Regions from separate parts of the Danio rerio genome. Here region 1 is linked to region 2. A link is a contact called in public HiCAR-type data. All regions are on one chromosome and are shown on one strand. Each heading gives the region's core, a stretch centred on a gene start, on an enhancer-like site or on the middle of the called end of the contact. The rest is flanking DNA. Distances are from core to core; before and after follow the strand shown. Region 1 overlaps niban1b (niban apoptosis regulator 1b). Region 2 has its middle 28 kb from the start of mfsd12a.

Region 1 (4,613 bases), core at 245-2,744, 190 kb before region 2:
TTCGCTCAGAACACTTATACTACTATAATACTGTACCAGATATAATCTGATATGTGATAAAGTGTCGATAGCAGGGAAAATAAGTATTGAACATGCCACCAGTTTTCTCAGAAAACATATTTCTAAAGGTGCTGTTGATATGAAATTTTCACTAGCTGTTAGTAACAACCAAAATAATACCTACGTACACAGAAAACAAAACTAATTAATTTACAAATTAAGTTATGCATAATAAATTTTAATAAAGTTAAAAAGTATTGAACACATGAAGAAAGTGGGTTGTAAAAAGTCATGGAAAGCCCAGACAGCAGCTGGATACTCTCTGTAGTTATACAGCAGCCCTGCTCCTCGCCAGTGTAAATAAACATTAGCTGCCTCAGTCAAAACACCTACATTACCATATGATGAAGATAAAACCAGTGTCGACATTTCAGCAAGACAATGATCTCGATTACAGCAATGAAAACTCAACTGCTTTCAGAAAAGAAAACAAAGCTACAAGAATGGCCCAGCCAATCACATGATCTGAATCCAATATAATATAAGAACTAAAGATGAGATTTTATAGAAGAGACCCACAGAAACGTCAAGAATTTTAGACTTGGAGGAAAAAAAACAGCTGTGCAGTTAACAAAAAAACCCTAAAATATTTCAATAGATCAGTCATTTCTCCTCATCATGTCACTCCATTGCTATTACACATTTTTCAGATTTTTTTTTTATTGTTTAAGTTTTAAAAAAGTCTGGGTCAATTTTTATGTCAACAGCTACTTTAGAAAAATATTTACCTCGACAAATCATGCCAATACTTATTTTACCTGCCGTATTTATGTAAATATGTAACATCTATCAATATGTCTACTTTGTGTTTACAGTGGTAAAGGAAGCAGCCAGTCTGAAGAAGAACAACCTGTTTGCTGACAGCACTGACCTGCAGTGTGTAAGTCAAAGCAGTCTGGCGGACAGCCGGACGCCGCCGCTCTCTGCTCCATCAAGCCCACCACCAGTGCAGGCCTCGGTGACCCCCTCTCGACAGCCAGAGCTTATGATCCACCAAATCTCCCAGCAGACCACAGTCATTCCAGTGCTGAAGATCACACCTGAAACACCTCAAGCAGATCTCCCGCCAACATTACTCAACAGTTCATCATCTCTCATTCCAGAAGTTTCCTCAAGCGAACCTGCAAATGTCTCACCAGCTGAGGAGTCGTCATCTTCTCAACCCGAGTCGACTTCATCTAAAGTAAAGGATGAAGATGGATCTGTTAGCTCAGACCGAGCGGTTTATCTTAATTCTACAAACACAGAAAGTCCTGTTCCTTTCGTTGATGCATCTGAAAATGGAAATGTAGAGGAAGAGGCAAGTTCTTCACAGTCTGAAACCAAATGTGTCCAACCTGATGGACCCGTTGAAGAAACTGTGGAGAAGATTGTGAGTGTTGAAGCAGCGCCTTCTAGCGAGGAGGACGGAAATGACACACAAGTCAGTCCTGTTTCTCCCCTTGACTGTGATGTTCCAGTAGGCGGCGCTGTTGCTTTAGCAGCAGATGTGGTGGAGAAGTGCAGCGTTTCAGCAGATCCAGAAGAGGAAAGCGCTGACGGTGTGCAGAGCATCAGAGATCTTATCATGGAGGTCATCGAGGTGGAGGAGACGGTGAGACCCTGTGCCGAAAACCTGCCTTAACCATGCTTGGATGAGAAGATTCTAGAAAACCATCCAGCTCTGCTAACTAATGCAACTACAGTGTTATTTTTTACATTTCATTATCATTGACATTTTATATACTTTGACCTGCATAGCAAACAAGTGCCTGTGTAAACAGAATTCACTCTCTTTTTTAATATTATCTTGCATCATATTAACAACAATTAACAATAATAGAAATAAATTAAAGCTATATATATATATGGGTCAAAGATGGGACATTTCAATCCGGTGTCTCCATCAAATTAAATCGACAAATGTACATAGAAAGAATGTTAAATTCATGTATTTAATGCTTTAAAAAAAGACTGAAATAATCAACATTCATCGTAACGGATACATGAATGGAAAAATTAGTCAACACTTATTCTGACCTGTACTTTTAAAAATGTATAAAAGATAATACTAAATTGTATTATAATTAAAATGACTACGACTGACAAGGGGTAAATCATAGTAGTTTGATAGATAATGCAATGTTTGAATGAATAAAATAAAAAAAAGTACTTTAGTGTTATACTTTGATCATTAATTTGTTAATGTTAATCTCAATATACAGTGAATGATATTTTAGTCAATGTCCTTGTAAATCTTGGCAAAATTATAAATTTTTCGCTCGCAAACACTTTTTTCTTTTGTTTGGCTCCAATAAAAAAAAAGGAAGGAAGGAAAATATATATATATATATATATTTTTTTTTTTTTTTTTGAATGAAATGTTAATGGTCTTATCCAATTCAATGATTTATGCTAAGCTAAAAGTCTTGACTTCCATAGTATGGGGGGAAAATACTAAGGACAACACACACACACACACACACACACACACACACACACACACACACACACACACACACACACACACACACACACACACACACACACACACACACACACACACACACACACACACACACACACACACACACACACACACACACACACACACACACACACACAAAAACACACACACGCAAAAAAGTTTGGGGTCAGGAGGATTTTTAAATGTTTTAAAATAAGCTTCTGCTCACCAAAGCTGCATTTATTTAATCAAAAATACAGTATAAATGGTAAAATTGTAAAATGTTATTGCACTATTAAATAACTCTTTAAAAGTAGTTTATCATTTAATTTAATAATTTATTCCAGTGATTTTAAAGAGGAATTTTCAGCTTCATTACTCCAGTCTTCAGTCACATGATCCTTCAGAAATCACTCTAACAATTATGTTTTTTTTAAATTATAATAATAATAATAATTATTATTATTAATGGTAATAGTAATGAAAACAATAATGACTGGAGTAATAATGTCATTTGAAATTACATACAATAAGAAAGTAGTTATTCAAAATTGTAATAAATATTTAACAATTAAAAAAATATGTTCAATAAACGTCACCTTGTTGAACAGAATCCTTTTAATTTCATTTCCCTAAACTTTTCATCTGTAGCGTGTGTATACACACACACACACACACACACACACACACACACACACACACACACACACACACACACACACACACACACACACACGTATATACATATGTACATACACACACACACACACATTTTTTTTTGAGCTGCTAAGGTCACTTTATACTAAGGGTATTTTTTTTGATTGGCTAATGACTTGCCTAATTAATCGAACTTGCCTAATAAATCTAGTTAAGTCTTTAAATGGCACCTTAGACTGAATACAAGTATCTTCCAAAAATAAGTAGTAAAATATTATGTTCTGTTATTATGGCTAAGACAAACTTTTATAAATTACTAAAACAATTTTTTTAAGTTTAAAAATGCAGGAAAAATGATTAAACTTGATTAAACAGCACTTGGGAATTTAAGTTTCACTGGAGGGCTAATAACATTGTACAGAATTTTTAGCCCCCTGAATTATTAGCTCCCCCTGTTTATTTTTTCCCCAATGCCTGTTTCTCTCAATGTCTGAAAGATTTTTTCAACTTAATAACTCATTTATTTTATCTTTGCCATGATGACAGTAAATCATTTTTGACTAGATATTTTTAAGACACTTCCATACAGCTTAAAGTGACATTTAAAGGCTTAACTAGGGAAATTAGGCAAGTGATTGTATAATGATGGTATGTTCTGTAGACTATCTGAAAAAATACAGCTTAAAGGAGATAATAATATTGACCTTAAAATGGTTTAAAAATTAAAAACTGTTTTTATTCTAGCCTAAATAACACAAATAAGACTTTCTCCAGAGGAAAAAATATTATCAGACATAATGTGAAAATGTCCTTTCTCTGTTAAACATCATTTGGGAAAAAGAAAAAAGCATTTAAAGGGGGCTAATAATTCTGACTTCAACTGTATATACAGTGCATATCCTTTTGATGATTGACCCACATATATGGCTGTTTATTTTCTTCTGTCTTTCTTATAATGGTTAATACTTCATTTTAAAGTAGGAACATTTTAGTTACACTGTTTAAATGAAATGACAAGAACTAGAAACTCTACATTTGAATATGGTACACAAATGTTTTTTAGTGGACTGACTAATTTATTAAAGCGTTGCGCTGGCCTGTACAGTCAACTCCTTCCTTACAGTAAATAGCAGGAGATTATGCTGATCACTAAACCATTATTTTGTACCTTGCTGTAGATTTTCTGAAAACGAGACAGTATTTTTGTACATATGATTTCCTCAAGAAGACCAGAAGAGTCTGTTCAATAAACTTTTTTTTTTCACAAAACAGAAACGCCGCATCAGTGCATGGTCTTTATTTCTTCCATTTGCAGTAAAGGACAGTCGATTCACATTAGTCTGTTAAACTCACAGGATCATTCTAGCAGCAAAGGCCGAGATGTCAGGAGGCACGATTTGGGTCTGGAATCACAGAGCGATCGAATCCTGAATTCATTGTCATAACTTAA
Region 2 (4,566 bases), core at 675-3,174:
TTATAAATCTGTTCTTTATAATTCCTCCACTTTTCAATGAGCATTCATGTTTTTGATTATAATTAATTTATTATCACTTTGATTAAGTTTAAATAGCACCACAAAAATAGACTGCTGCTTCAGCTTTGCTTATGTGTGTGGTGTGAAAGCTGTTATCCGTTAATAACTGAAAAATCATACTCAAGTAAAAGTACCATTGCTTACTCCAAAATGTAGTGCAAGTAGAGCAAAGTATCTGTTGTAAGTATTACTCAAAGTATGAGTAAAAAGTAACTCTTTTAAAAGTACTCAAGAGTAGTGAGTAATGATTATTACTCTGTGAACGGCTGATGCGTGTGTGTAAACGTAATATTCTGTAGTGCATTTATACAGAAAACACCTGCTATCTTCATATCAGTGACATTCAGTCAAAACAGTCATTGCGTGTAAAGATTCTGGACATATTGTTGGACACTCTTATTGCTTCCAAACAGTTTGCTGCATGTCTTAAGGTAGTTCAGTATGATGCGATTTGATTGGACAGATATCGCATGATGTATTTTCCTAATCCCCATACACAGGAAATAATAAAGTAGTGACTGTAGGACAGATTGAAGGAAAGTAGTGGATTAAAAGTACGATACTGCACTAAACATGTACTCAAGGGAAAGTATAAGCACACATTTCTAAAACTACTTAGCAAATTACAGATCCTGAGAAAAACTACTCAATTACAGTCGCTTGAGTATTTGTAGTTTGTTACTTTACACCACTGAAACATTTGTTAGTGCTCGTTCACACTGGATGCATCTTTGCTTCTAAAAATGCAGGACTCAGTGCTCAGGAATGGTTTAAAAAAAAAAAAAAAGCAGAGCATAAAGCACAAGTGTATCCAGTAAACAGAAACTTGCAATAGTTTTCCGGCCTCTGAGCTCTTTTAAATTGGTCCACTGCTTTGGAACTGATATTGATGAGTAGAGATGCATGTAAAAGTTAAAGATTTAGCAACTTGACAGCATCTAAAACGCACCGCTCACACGCATGGCGTTTCAAAAGACATAATCGTAACTTCACACATGTTCTGCAAGCACATGTTTACATTGAAAAACAATGGAAAAATAGCACATTGGAAAGGAAAGACAGCATAATACTATGATAAAAAGTTAGCTTATCCATGGACATGATTTCTGCAGGAGTCTAGAAGAATAAAACAAAGATGGCAACCTCCATGATTCCACACTCAGTCACAGCTTCATGCCCACACATTGTGCCTTTAATATGAATTTAAAATGTATGTAAAAGCAGGCGTCACAATGGCGCAGTGGGTATCACAAAAGCCTCACAGCAAGAAGGTCGCAGGTTCAAGCTTCGACTGGGTCAGTTGATATTTATGTGTGGAGTTTGCATTTTCTCTCACTTGGGTTTCCTCCAGATGCTCCGGTTTCCCCCACAAGTCCAAAAGACATGCGGTAAAGGTGAATTGGGTAGGCTAAACTGTCCGTAGTGTATGAGCGCGAATAAGAGTGTATGGGTGTTTCCCAGTGATGGGTTGCAGCTGGAAGGGCATCCGCTGCGTAAAACATATGCTGGATAAGTTAGTGGTTTATTCTGCTGTGGCGACCCCTGATGAAGAAAGAGACCAAGCCAAAAAGAAAATGAATGAATGATTTATGTAAAAGCAATTTCGCATTCGAAATCTGTGCTAAAACCTTTCCTACAGATTCTACAGTAGTGTCGAAGCAATCCAGTGAAGTAGGTTTGCGTGTCAGAGCATAATATGGCCCTATACTTTAAAGAGACAATTATTATTGTGTAAGTGCTCTGTAGAGATCGCTATAAGCTTTACCAACTCCATAATCGAGATGATTTACGGCTGTGCGGAGTGCATGTTTCTTGTCCACAGGCAGGTCATTTGAACAGCAGCTGTCTAAACACAACACACGTGGTGTGGGTGTGAGCGATCCAGTGGCAGCATGTTCTCTCTTCCTCCCTCTACATCCCTTCATCTCGCCCTTTTTCTGCAGAAAGACAGCGAATAAAACTCATCAGTTCCTACCACACTAAATCACATCAACGGAGACGCCGATGTGACAGACCAAACTTAAGCCTCTCTTCCTGAAACTCTGAGTACGCAATACTTATTTCATGTCTAGTAATGCATTTGTCTAGCTATTCATGGACAAACTCCAGTTCATTTCCCGACTTTTTTTGTTTGTAGCATATTTTAGCACTGAATGTTGAATTCTGGCTTCAGTTTTCTAACATATGGCACCAACATGGTCCGAAGAGATTCTCCACAATCGGCCATTGGAAATATGACTATGTTAGTCATTGATAATCAGGCCTTGGGGTCTGAATCATGTTAAAGGAGAAGAATGAATACATGTCGTTCTTGGAAAGCACGCTTAAGTTCATGTTGTTCCCAGGCCCTGCTGGTTAGAGGTCCAGTATGCAGAGATATCTGGAGGAGAGAACTGCCTCCCCCCATAATAACTGATGGGTCATTGACAGCTTGTTTTCTACTGGGTCTGTCACTGCCAATCACTCTCTCATGATGGAGTGGAAAAGCTGAATAAAGGGCCAATGACTGAAGGTGTATCTGTTAGTTGTTTTATTCTATTTAATCTACTCCACTGTTGAATTTATGTGGAACTGTTTTGTAGGACAGCTATGAAATTTGGCACACAGACTTGAATTTGAACCCAAATTCATACAAACATGTCTTGACCTGCCAAGATCACATAACTAATGATACACTACAGCATATAACATAACATTTACTAGTTTTAAAAAAGGCAGAAAATCAGGCGCTGCTTATGAAATTCCAACGTTTGTAAGACAAATTTTTGAACCGATAACCTTTCGTGAATGTAGAACAACATTCATGTGCAAAACCTGAGTCTTGACCTTGTCACTGGCCTTTAACCCTAAACCCAATTTATTCATAAAATCAGGAAAAGGATTTGTGAATGAGAATGTGGCACACGTTCCTATAACTCTTTGATTTATAACTGTTAAAAACTAGGGCTGCACAATATATTGTTTTAGCATTAATATTACAATTAGCGCATCCGCAATATTCAAGATATGAGTTGAGTCTAGAATATAGCTGACCAGGAGCCACAGAATTTTATTTAATTACTGTTTTTATATGGAATTTATATAATTTATGGAAAAAAAAAAATCTTTCTCAGAATTTTTGTCTTGTTTGTAGTCCAGATATCTACATTTCAAAGCGAAGACAAGATTATTTTACTAACCCCGCTGTCAGATAATTTTGCTTACTTAAAAAAAAAAATTCCTAAATTTGACTTATTTCTTCTCAAGTTAAAAAACTATTTATTTTACTTGATCTGAGAATGTTTAGATATTTGGACTAAAAACAAGACTATTCAAAGGAAGAAAAGCATTTTTGCATTGTGATTTTTTTTATTTCTGTACCTGAATACTGTTAGGCTCCCTTAACAAACCAAATTAGTCAAATATCAAATAGTGCTATTCAAACTATCTTGTGAATCTGTATTCATATCGTAATATTTATTGCAGAAAAATAAAATATCGTAATGTCAAAATTTTCAAGATCGTGCAGCTCTAGTTAAAACTCTAACTTATGATTGTTATACGCCTAAACTCAATTGGTAAATGCATCCCTGAAATCTAATTGGTTGATTGGAATGTTGTTCCAGGAGATGTTGATCCAACATGTTCCACTTGGTTAAATCATGTTAACTGTGTAGATCTATGAAATTTGATGTGACTTAGACATCACTGTATGAAGCAGTCTAGGGCTATTTTTGGCCAATGGCACAGAGTGCTAAAAAAATTTATGACGAAATATAAAAAAAACTTGCATTTCTGTCTGATAAAACAGACTTATAGAGAGGATTTGTTATGCGAAGACTTCAAAAACTTCTTTAGATATTAAATGTCTGTCTACTTCCTGGGTCTAAAACTATTCAGAGGTAAATATAACTTCAACAGTTTTATCTCTCGTCTCTTTTAAAAGGTAAAACAATTTTGTTTGTAAACTTGGCTCTTCAAAGAAATTAAATCAGAGCATGATGGCAAAAATTAGTAAAGAATTTTTGAAATTATTTGTGTCGTGAATGAAAGTGAAAATTAGGGGGCCCCTAATAGTAACTCTGGGGGTCAGCCCAAATTGACCACACAACACCAATTTGTGTGCAGCGCCACCAACTGGTTAAAAGTGATTGGCCATTTCAAAGAATTCCTAGTGATAGTATTTATGGTTTTAAACATTCATTCATTTTCTTTTCAGCTTAGTCCCTTTATTAATCTGGGGTCGACACAGCTGAATGAACCACCAACTTTTCCAGCACATGTACTGTATTACACAGCGAGTGCCCTTCCAGCTGCAACCTATCACATCTGACACATACACACTCATTCACACACATACATACAGAGAATTTAGCTTACCCAATTCACCTATACCATGTGTTTTTGACTTGTGGGGGAAACCGGAGCACCCGGAGGAAACCCATGCGAACACATGGAGAACATGCAAACTCTACACAGAAACCCCAACTGACCCAGCCGAGGCTCGAACCAGCGACCTTCTTTCTG

What was found. HiCAR-type assays count read pairs that join an accessible place to other places.
Region 1: a HiCAR-type map of caudal fin shows a contact between it and region 2, with 8 times the contacts expected there. The contact joins two enhancer-like sites. A contact is called at or near these places in 4 of 18 Hi-C or Micro-C datasets (caudal fin, embryo, fibroblasts and 1 more) and 1 of 4 datasets of contacts at active chromatin or transcription factors (caudal fin).

Annotation. Positions count from the first base shown.
Region 1 is chr2:26,622,977-26,627,589 of GRCz12tu, reverse strand. niban1b (niban apoptosis regulator 1b) reads left to right here. Exons shown (of 14, transcript XM_684820.9): 14 at 876-2,219. The coding sequence ends at 1,684. kifap3b (kinesin-associated protein 3b) reads right to left here. Exons shown (of 20, transcript NM_001144045.1): 20 at 4,449-4,613. Among named protein-coding and RNA genes, the nearest start is that of niban1b, 54 kb to the left of the region's middle. Within about 2 kb of position 1,494, at least 4 of the 62 cell types and tissues checked have an H3K27ac peak or open chromatin away from gene starts, as enhancers often do.
Region 2 is chr2:26,436,624-26,441,189 of GRCz12tu, reverse strand. No RefSeq gene overlaps it. Among named protein-coding and RNA genes, the nearest start is that of mfsd12a, 28 kb to the right of the region's middle. Within about 2 kb of position 1,924, at least 8 of the 62 cell types and tissues checked have an H3K27ac peak or open chromatin away from gene starts, as enhancers often do.